Linked DNA regions of Mus musculus: region 2 is linked to region 1. The links are chromatin contacts, called in public HiChIP or PLAC-seq maps. All regions are on one chromosome and are shown on one strand. Each heading gives the region's core, a stretch centred on a gene start, on an enhancer-like site or on the middle of the called end of the contact. The rest is flanking DNA. Distances are from core to core; before and after follow the strand shown.

Evidence for each region. HiChIP or PLAC-seq counts read pairs in DNA pulled down with a chosen protein or histone mark.
Region 2: an H3K27ac HiChIP or PLAC-seq map of embryonic stem cells shows a contact between it and region 1, with 8 read pairs. The contact joins two enhancer-like sites. A contact is called at or near these places in 7 of 484 Hi-C or Micro-C datasets (astrocytes, cerebral cortex, embryonic stem cells and 1 more), 10 of 115 datasets of contacts at active chromatin or transcription factors (embryonic stem cells and epiblast stem cells) and 1 of 9 other capture datasets (embryonic stem cells).

Annotation. Positions count from the first base shown.
Region 1 is chr4:22,142,442-22,147,644 of GRCm38.p6, forward strand. No RefSeq gene overlaps it. Among named protein-coding and RNA genes, the nearest start is that of Gm42260, 120 kb to the left of the region's middle. Within about 2 kb of position 2,245, at least 9 of the 459 cell types and tissues checked have an H3K27ac peak or open chromatin away from gene starts, as enhancers often do. A contact at or near this core is called in embryonic stem cells, where this site is marked.
Region 2 is chr4:22,280,749-22,285,951 of GRCm38.p6, forward strand. No RefSeq gene overlaps it. Among named protein-coding and RNA genes, the nearest start is that of Fbxl4, 74 kb to the right of the region's middle. Within about 2 kb of position 2,368, at least 7 of the 459 cell types and tissues checked have an H3K27ac peak or open chromatin away from gene starts, as enhancers often do. A contact at or near this core is called in embryonic stem cells, where this site is marked.

The DNA.
Region 1 (5,203 bases), core at 995-3,494:
TTCTAAAATGGCTAGTTTAAAAGCATGTGCTTCTCACTGTGTATTTGATCATATTTATAGATTTCAACTACAACCAGAAACATAAAAGAAATGTGATCAATTTGCTGGCATTCAGCAAATGTCTTCAATCAAATTAGACATTGTGCACTCTTAGATATATATTAAGGGTGTAATGAAAATCTGTAGGTTAATATTGTGCCAAGACTTGGACTTTTAATAGAAAGTGGTCTAGGAAAAAAAAAAATCTTATTCTTAAAACCTTAGGCAGAAGTTACTCAATTGACTGTATCTCTGGATTAAATCTTCCTTTTCTTTTCCCAACTGAGAAAAATAATCTACATTTCCTAAACTCTGCCAATCTGTCTTATGCTTTGAAGCTTTGTGCACACATGCAATGCACACTTTTGTTTCATGGTGCAAATAGCTTATTTGGTTTTTGATGACCATAGCTCAGCCTCATTCCCTCTGGAACTCTCTCGATTCCCCTTTATCCCCTTCCCCAGGAGTCCCTCTGGCATGATATCTTCATGCTGCACTGAATTGTGTCTCCTCTGGTAATCTTCATAGTGGCTGAGTCCCTTATCTCTCTGTTCCTAGCACTTAGCACAGTGTTCAAAATTTTCATTAGAAGACGTGGTGCTAGTTATATGGGCTTAGTGTTCACTGTGAAGAGAAACACTAGAGGGCTTGATTGCACTTGCTGTTCTACTGACAGACACAGCCCCTGTGAAGACAGAGAGAAGACAACCAGGAAGAGAGACAGACCCCATCAGTAGGTTGGTTTACCTCCACCATGACTCTAGACTTCCCTAGTGGGAGAAAACAAAATATCTGATGTCTAAGCCAAAAAAAGAGTGAGAGGAGGGGAAAGAGGGTACAGAGAGAACAAAGAGGGGGAAAACAAACAAAGAAAGAGAAGAATAGGAAAGAACTAGAAGATAGAAACACTTTTTGGTGGCCCAATGGCAGGGTCATCTGGGGTTTGATTGTGAGACTTTCCAATCAGGAAATGATTCTAATATAGTAGAATTTCCATTCACATCCCTGATCTAGTTTGCCTACTCTTAGTTATATGGAAAGAGTTTTATTAAGGGGAAAAGATGGATCAATGTGTAAAGTCACAGAACTCATTCTGGTAGGTTTTTTTTTTTTTTACTTTTATATATGAGGGCTATATTTTAATGATTTCCTTATCTATTTCTGTATGCACATGGGCAAGTTGCTTGTGTACTTATGCTTCATGCTCATGCAGTGCCTTTGAAGGTCAGAAGGAGTCACTGGATCCTCTGGAACTAGTTCCAGATGGCTTTGAGCCACTGTGTGGGTACAGGTCCTTTGCAAGAACAGCTAGTGCTCTTAACCACTGAGCCTTCACCCTAGTCTCATATATTCTTATATATAGAAAGTAGGTGTTAACTATAATTTAAAACAGTGAGATAACTTAAAATATTATCAAATATTATCACTTATTCCAATGTTAAAACCTGTAAACATGTAAGCGTCAAGCATGTTGTGTAGCATTACCATTTTAAATATTCATTTATTTCTCTGTATATATACTTGCTCTGTCTGTCTCTGTCTCTCTGTCACTGTCTCTGTCTCTCTCTGTGCGTGTGTGTGTGTGTGTGTGTGTGCGTGTGTGTGTGTGTGTGTGTGCGTGTGTGTGTGTGTGATGGGACCCCACTTGTCATGGTGCATATGGAGGACAGAGGACAGTCTCAGCTATCATTGCTTTCCATCTTGTTTGCAATTGAGTCCTCCTTATTGGATGCTGGGAAATACTGGCTAGCTAGCTCCAGGCATCTTTCGATTCTTTACCTCCTATCTCGGGAGGAGTACTGAGATTACATATTGTCACATCTGGCTTTTATATGGGTTCCAGGGAGAAGAACAAATGCAGGTTGTCAAGCTTTCTTAGCAAGCACTTTTACCTGCCGAGTCAGTTTTAAAATTCTAAACAAAATATCAGTAACTAGGAAACAAAAGAGTCCTCCATCCATCCTTGTAAGAGCTTAATAATGATGTTAATGTATTAATATGGAAACAATGAATATGGGGAATTGACAGCTTTGTTTTCCTGCTGACTTTTGTTCTGGAACAGGATTCTGTGTTTGCTTGTGTTTTCATTGATCTCAGTGAGCATGGATAGAGTTATATTTATTGGCAAGTCTTCTGCATCCTATAGTGCTATGCACACTCCAGTGAAGTCTGCTTGGCAGGCCGAGGGGCCTGGAAGCACTCACGGGGCAGGGAGTTTCAAGGAAATTCAACTTCCTGGAACCAGGCATTCTCATAACCAGTATATTCATACCCTATCCCTGCGTTAGTCTGGTGTATGGATCCACGTGCTCTCTTTTAGTATTATTATTATAAGTGCCTTTAAAGATTGAATTCTGACATAGGTAAGCCTCCACCAGTGTTCCAATGTCCTAGAAAATGCTTGAAGCTGACAAGCTTGGAATTCAGTAGGAATTCAGTAAGAAGGTTATCTATTCAGTAACATTCAAATTTACTTCTAGTAGAGCCTGTGAAACTAATTAGGCATTACAAAGAACAGAGCAGGAATAGCTTGGGGCTGGTCTGTAGAGTGTTTACTTGGGACAATAGCCAGTCTTACCCAGACAAGTGAATTCACAATGGCCTAGCAAATAGGTGGGTTTACCATGAAAGAGTTAGGGAATCCCCCTGAGACAGGTTTCTTCACTAGGCCCAAAGAAACAGCATAACCAGGCATTTACTAAGAACCCCTGGTGGCGGGCTTAACAATAGACTAGCATTACACCTGGCTCCCTTCTTAGTGGCAGCAGCCTGGTCCCCACCTTCTTTTGATGTATACATTCCTTTTGTATTGTGTCACTGTAACTCGGTGGATGTATCTCACCTGGTTTCTTGTTGCTCTCCTGTATAAAAAGTATGATGCTCAACTTGAAAAATTACATTCAGATTCTACACAATCTCTCGTGTGATTCTGTCTGTCATTCATTCGCCCACTCCTAGTCCACCTGCAACCAGAGACCCGTTCTACACAGACAGGGACCAAAAAGGGTCTGCAGCACGATAGAAAGACATAAATGGAAAAAAAATTCCAGAAAAGATTTCCAAAAACTTCCCCAAAAGGAGAAAATTCCTTGTCCTGGAGATTTAGGAAAGATGATTTGCTACATGTCTGCCCAACATGGAAGCATCCAGGCCAGGCATCTGCAGATAGCCAAGTGTCAAAACGAATGAGGCACAATGGTAATCCTCATGAACTCTTTCTTCCTCATATTGCTCTGGTCATGGTGTTTCAGAACAACACTCATATATGCATATAAGGTCAAGTATTAAGAATGCAATTAAGCTGGGCATGGTGGCGCATGCCTTTAATCCCAGCACTTGGGAGGCAGAGGCAGGTGGAGTTCTGAGTTGGAGGTCAGCCTGGTCTACAAAGTGAGTTCCAGGACAGCCAGGGCTACACAGAGAAATTCTGTCTTGAAAAAACAAAAACAAAAACAAACAAACAAACAAAAAACCCAAACAAACCAAAAAACAACAACAAAAAAATGCAATTAGAAATTATGCTGATTTAGGGTTGTGCCAGTTGTAGAGTTCCATTTGTGACTGGTAGTTGGCTAGGCTTATTATAATACCCATGAATTCCCTCCTATTTAACAGACCTTACGTCTAATTAGCTGTTGTTTGGCCCCATGATATAAGTACCCCTGCTGTACCCCTACTGTCTTTTAGCTATGATATTTATGTTCAAGCCATTTTATTTTTATTATATTAATAAAATACCTTCTACAAAACTGGTTTCCAGTGATGTCATCTATACCTGTTTTTTTGTGGTCATCATTCCTTCATTTCTGTTTTGTTTTTGAGACAGGGTTTCTCTGTATAGCCCTGGCTATCCTGGAACTCACTCTGTAGACCAGGCTGGCTGGCCTGGAACTCAGAAATTTGCCTGCCTCTGCCTTCGAAGTGCTGGGACTAAAGGCATGTGCCACTATCACCTGTCCATTCCTTCTTTTCTTTGTACAACAAATACCATACAACAGTCACTGTTCCAGGCACCAGCAACATGATATCCAATGAATAAGTTTCTCGGTTTTTGCTCATGAAAGATGAGAGAAAGAGATAGATAGAAGGGGGGGGGGGAAGAATAAATAAATAGACAAGTAAGTTGAAGAAAATAAACAGGGGTGTCACAGTGAGTTGTCCAAGGAGATGATTCTTTAAAGAGAGTTTTCTGGGAAGAACACTATAAGATCCTGACTTTAGTACTAGAGACTGAGAAAAGGATAGAGTTAAGCTGCTCCTGGACAGGAAAAGCAACCACATGTGTTATAGAAACAGGAAAATACTCAGAGATATGAACTATTTAACTCATTGAAGGGTTTGGAAAGGGGCCAAGGAATTAAGTGATTGATAGGTATGGTACGCCCTGGGGCAGGCTCAGATCCTGTAAAGCTCCGTGGACAGTAACAATTCTTGGTCAGAACACACTGGTACAATGACATTAATTGTTTAGAGTGAGCATCATTTGATTGGCCAAGGCCTTATGCTAGCTATTTTTATTCTCATTTTGATCATGGGTCACAGCAAGGACAAGTGTACTGTAAACGCATATGTCTCATAACTTCTCAAAGAGTTGCTTTAGGTGAACTGCCAAGAGCTGAGAAACTTGGCCCCCAGACAGTGACCGTGCCAGCCCTGAGAACTTAAGCTGGAATTGCACGGAGGCTCCTTGTGCTCTTGTCCTGACCTTCCTGTTTATCCAGAGTCAGTCTGAGACACTTGCATTTCCTTTGGCAGCCCACGCAGCACTTAACCTCCACCATACAAACAGTATTAATCTATCAAGAATTCTAGGCCAGCCTGTTTTTTGTCCCCATTAACCTCTGGCTAGCCCCCACAGTCTGCCAATAAAAAGAGCTCCATTTTCTAATCAATGGTCATTTCTCAATGGAAATCATAATTATGACTGGGCAGAATTTAGTGAGCATACACAGCCTTAGGAGTCTGATGGACAGGAGTGTGGTAACAGGGCAGAGAGGTTTGCTTACCCCATTGTTTTGTAGGTTACATAGGATGGCCAAAATTATTGTTCAAGTAAGGCCAATTTTGAGAGTGAAGAATGCTCTATTCATAATTATGTAATAAAAAATGACAGTAAGTTATATAAAATAGTTCGTATTCTCACCTTATATGTCTAGAATTTTAT
Region 2 (5,203 bases), core at 1,118-3,617, 140 kb after region 1:
TTACGCCAAGCAGTATCATAGGAGAGATAGAATAGTTGTCAGTAAAGGCTGGGAAGGGGAAAACAAGTGATCTGGAAATGGAAAGGGTGAAGAGCATGGGTGGGAAGGATTTGGGCTCTGGTGATCCATGGCACAGTGGAGTAACTATAGTTGACAAAATGCTATGATATAGTCCAAAACAAATGGAAGAGTTCAACAGGCTTCAAACACAGAGATGATTAATGTTAAAGCAGGTGGGATGTTAATCTGGCCTTTTTATATGTTTCTATTAGATTAGCAAACTCATCTATGGCCATACCATTTTGAAATGTGTCCAATTGTGGAAGCTAAGCAGGGCTGGACCTTGTTAGTACTTAGATGGGAGATTTCTGTACCATATTCTTTAAACATGTACAAATATTTTAAAAAATAAAATTTGTTTTTAAAGAAAATAACAAGATGATCTTATGCAAGTGACACTATTGAGTTTAGTAGATAATGTGATGATATTAGCATCCCTTTGTTATCTTATTGTGCTTCCAAAAAATTATTTAGAGATCTGTAAAGCAAAGTTGTAATGTAAGATGATACTGTTTTTTCACAGTTCTATGTGGGTCAGAAAATAGGGTGCTAAAGACAGGAAAGCTTTTACAACAAATGCCTTGGAAACAGGAACATGCGTGGTAGGAAGAGCTTTCTGGTGTTTTTCTCTTTAACTGTGGTGTGACTCTGAACAAGTAGTGGCTTTGCTTTCTTTTCCTTCAGCTTTCTTCTCAGTAAATAGACTTGATAATACACCCTCCTCTTGGTGTTGGAAGAATACAATGAAATAATAAGTGTAGTGGTTTTTCAATAGCACTTGGCACGGAGCAGCCACCCATTGTTACTGATGTTTGTTATTAATTGAATTAAGTGATTGATTCAGTTAAGTTATTAATTCAATTGTTATTAACTCAGTAAATTTACTGAATGTCATTCAAAGCAATATTGAGCATTTTGTGAATAGTAGTTTTCATATCAAACACCAAGCCTTGTACTTCACCTTTATTATTTCGCTGAATTTTTAACAACAGGCTTATAAAGTTATCCTGTTATGGAAGAGAAGATAGACTTGGAATGTCATAAGGTTATATGGTGTAGATATAAGCCTTCTATCAGCAGGTAGTCCTGGAAGGCTGTAGTGAGAACTCATGCTCTGTCTTTTGTCTTTGGGAAGGCTGTAATTTAGAAAAAAAAAAAAAAAAAGACAGCCATGATTCAAACCATTCATTTTGTTCACTTGCATTGCTATGATGGAATACCATTGATTGGCTAACTTAAAAAAGAAAAAGAAGAACCATTTCTCATAGTTTTGATGGTAGTGAAATCCAATGTTAAGTGGCCAATGTCTGGTGGGGAATTCTTATGACCACCTTCCATGGCGGAAAGTAAAAGAGAAAGAGCAAAAAACAACCAATAGTAACTTACTGTGCAATGACCGGCCTTGAAATAGTAACCTAGCCTGCAATGGCCACACCCTGCAAATCAAACACCCTTTTCATGACAAGATCACGTCCTAGAGGTCCCATTCTGCCAAGGATCAGCCTTAGCTTGGAGAAGGGTTCTGAGAGAAGGGGTGTCTGGGACTGCTGAAAAGAACAACTGGAAGACGACCTGTGTTCTGCTTCATACAACCTTGTTCCAGCCTGCGTCTGTCTAGGTTCAACTTTCTGGAGATCTCTATCCATGTCCTGCTTGCTTGTGTCAGTTCTCCAAGCTGTTCTCTCTTTTATCTTAAAAAAATTCTCTGAATAGCTCCTCTCCTGCAGAACACAGGTCCAGTCTTTTATTTACATATCAATCCAGTCATTTACTCCAGGTTTCCTTTTGATTGCCTTATAATTCCACATCACATCCTGTGAGGCCAACCCTTTGGTTTTTAGGAGACAGCAAGCATATCTTTTTTTCTTATCATTCCAAAAGAATTCAGAGATCTGTCTTCCTTTGTTAAGAACAGAAGGTAAACTAGTAGAATGGAACCCTGCCCTGCAGCTACCATTTCCACCACGCCTGAGGCTAACATCTCTCTTTCCTAGGCTGACCCTGAACTCAAGAATCTATCTGCCTTTGAAAGCATAAACAGAAAACTCATCTATGTGGGACTTATGCAATCCCCACTCCCTAAATCTCTTATCTTCTTCCTGGGTAATTTCCATACAAGTTGGCTTACAGCAAAGCTGCTTTTGTTCCTTTAGATTTGTGAAGCTCCTCTTATGATTCATATTGCATCTTTATTTTTTACATAATTGAGAAAATATAAATTTTTGAGCGAATGTATTTAGAGCTCCTTCTCATAGCTTTAAGGGCTGTCCCAAAGCTCTCAGGTCTACTTTGCTGAGTCATAGCCACACCCTCAACTCCTGCTGTTTCTAATTATCATGGAATCATGAACCTTAATCAGGAGGACTTTCCTCTGAAGGAAAGAGTCCTCCACTGCCAGCAGGGGTTCCAGAAAATATGTATACTATTATACAAACTAGCCTTACACCCACAACAATCATCTACACTCATGGAGGCCGACACCAGAGCCCTGTTCCAGGGGCAGAAACCCGTGTCTCTCTGTCCCCACCACTGCTCAACAGTGTTGCATTGGTTATTACATTTCCAACACTTGAATGCCAAGGGAGATAATAAGATCACTTATTATTATTACTGTAACAATATGATCTGCTGCAATCCCAAGGATCTAACATTGAACTATGAAAGTACCAAGAGAAATTAGAAATAAGTGTGGGATGGGAGACAGTTATCAGGAGGACATTGCAGTCTAAATACTATAGAAGCAAGAAGGTTTGTTTCAGGGAATGTTGTATTATTTTGAAACAGCAGAACTTTAAATTTTATAATTTTTCTCTCTTTTTAAAGCTTGATTATATTCCATTGTGGAAATGTACATTTTCATCATCTATTCATCAGCAGATGGATATCTAGGCTATTTCTAATTTCTGGCTATTATGAATAGAGCAGTAGTGAACATGGATGAGTACATAGTTCTAGAGTAAAATATAGAGAATTTTGGGTATACGCCCAAAGGTGGTATAGCTGGATCTTGTATATTAATTTTCAGCTTTTTGAGGAACCTCCGTACTGATTTCCCGGGTGTCTATACGCATTGTCACTCCCACCAGCAATGGTAAGTACTCTCCTTCCCCACATCCTTGACAGCATGAGCTGTCCTTCATTCTATTGATCCTAGTCATTTTGAGGTAAGACATTCCCCTGGGGCAATGGATGGGTAGCTTTTCTTTAAGAGCTTCAGGTTACTTGTGTTTTGAGAACTCCCAGTTTATTTCTCTATTCCTGTTTTCATTGTGTTGTTTGGTTTTTTTGATATTCATTTTCTTTTTAGTTCTTTACATATTCTAAATACTAACTCTGTATCATATGCATAATTGGCAAAAATATTTTCCCTTTCTCTAGACTTTGCTTGAATTAATTACTGCTTATATTTCACTAAGAATTATGGGTGTGTTTAAATTGCTCATATGATTTTGATTTTACTTCAGTAAGTAAATAAATACATATAAGTAAATGTGTGTGTGAAGAAATCCATAAATTTTATACAGGTTTTCTAGTCTGGTGGAATGCAGAATTTAAAAGTATGTCCTCGTGATTCTCTGAATTTCATGTGTGTCTATTGTAATGTAACCTTTCTAACCTCTAACTTTAATAATTAGAATCTTCCCTCTTTATAGTTAATTTGACTAAGGGTTGTAAATCTTGTTAATTTTTCAAAGAACCAATTCTTCGTTTCATTGATCCTTTGCATTTTAGTTGTTGGTTGTTTCTATTTTATTGACTTCATGCCTGAATTTGATTATTCCTTACCAAGGACTCCTTTGGGATGTTAGCTCAAGCTTTTCTTGATATTTCAGGTGTGTCAAGTTACTAGCATAAAATCATCTTAGTTTTTTGATAAAGGCATCTAGAACTCTGAAGGTCCCCCTTAGACCCGTCTTCACTGTGTTCCATATTTTGACAATATTGTGATTTCATTTTCATTCAGTTCTAAAACCCTTTAAATTTCCTGCCTGATTTTTATCTTGATTCAGTTTTTATTCAACAGTGAGTTGTTCAACTTCCATCAGTTTGTATACTTTCTGCCATCTCTACTGTTGCTGATATCTAGCTTTAGTCCTTTGCGTCCTTATAGGCTAGAAGGTGTTATTTCAGTTTTTCTATGTCTGTTGAAACTTGCTTTGTGACCATTTTGTCCTCAATTTTGGCTAAGATTCCATGGGCTTCTGAGAAAAGCCCATACTCTTTAGTGTTTGGGTAGAATGTTCTATAGATATATGTTAGTCTATTTAGTTTATGACATTATTTAACCCTGGTATTGATGAGAGTGAGATATTGAATTTATTCATTATCACTATGTGAGATTATGTGATTTTAGCTGTAGAAGTATTTCATTTATGAATGTAAGTGTTCTTATGTTTGGTGTACAAATGTTTAGAATTGCAGTATCCCCTTGGTGAATTTTTCCTTTGTAGTGCCCTTCCCTATCAAACAATAGTTTTGTATTGAAGTCTGTTTTGTCAGATATTAAAATGGCTACACAGCTTGCTTCCTGGATCCATTTATTTGGGGTACTGCTTTCTATCTTTTTATTCTAAGGTAAATTTCCAAGGTTCTCTAAGGTCCATGACTGTGAGGGTCATTTTCACACAAACCATCACAATGCACACAACTGTTCTCATCATTGTTGAGAAGATGTTGTGCTCTTTGATCAGTGTTGTCTACTCTGGGTCCTGGCCAAGTGTGGCGACTTTAGGATCCTGTTAGAGAGCAGCTATGTGCGTTGGAAGGAAATCACAAAGGAATGAAAATGGGCTTCTAAAGAGCAAGCCCTGTAGTGCTGCTGCAGTTCATCTGATATCCGAGTTAGTACCACATACACCATGCATACACTGGACAAGGTCATGATTCACTGTTTTGGATGGTAAGAGTAGAATAACAGTGGATTCCATCATGCTAGTCAGAAGTGTGCAATTTACAGCTAATAAAATATTTATTTCTGGAATTTTACAATCAATAGTTTTGTATTGAAGTCTACGTACAATTGAAACTCTTGAAAAGTAAAGTTATTTGATATCTTGGGTAGAATATATATATATATACTCTCTCTATATATATATATTTCCTCAAATCCCTGCTTCTTGGACTAGATGTTCATTAAGGGTTC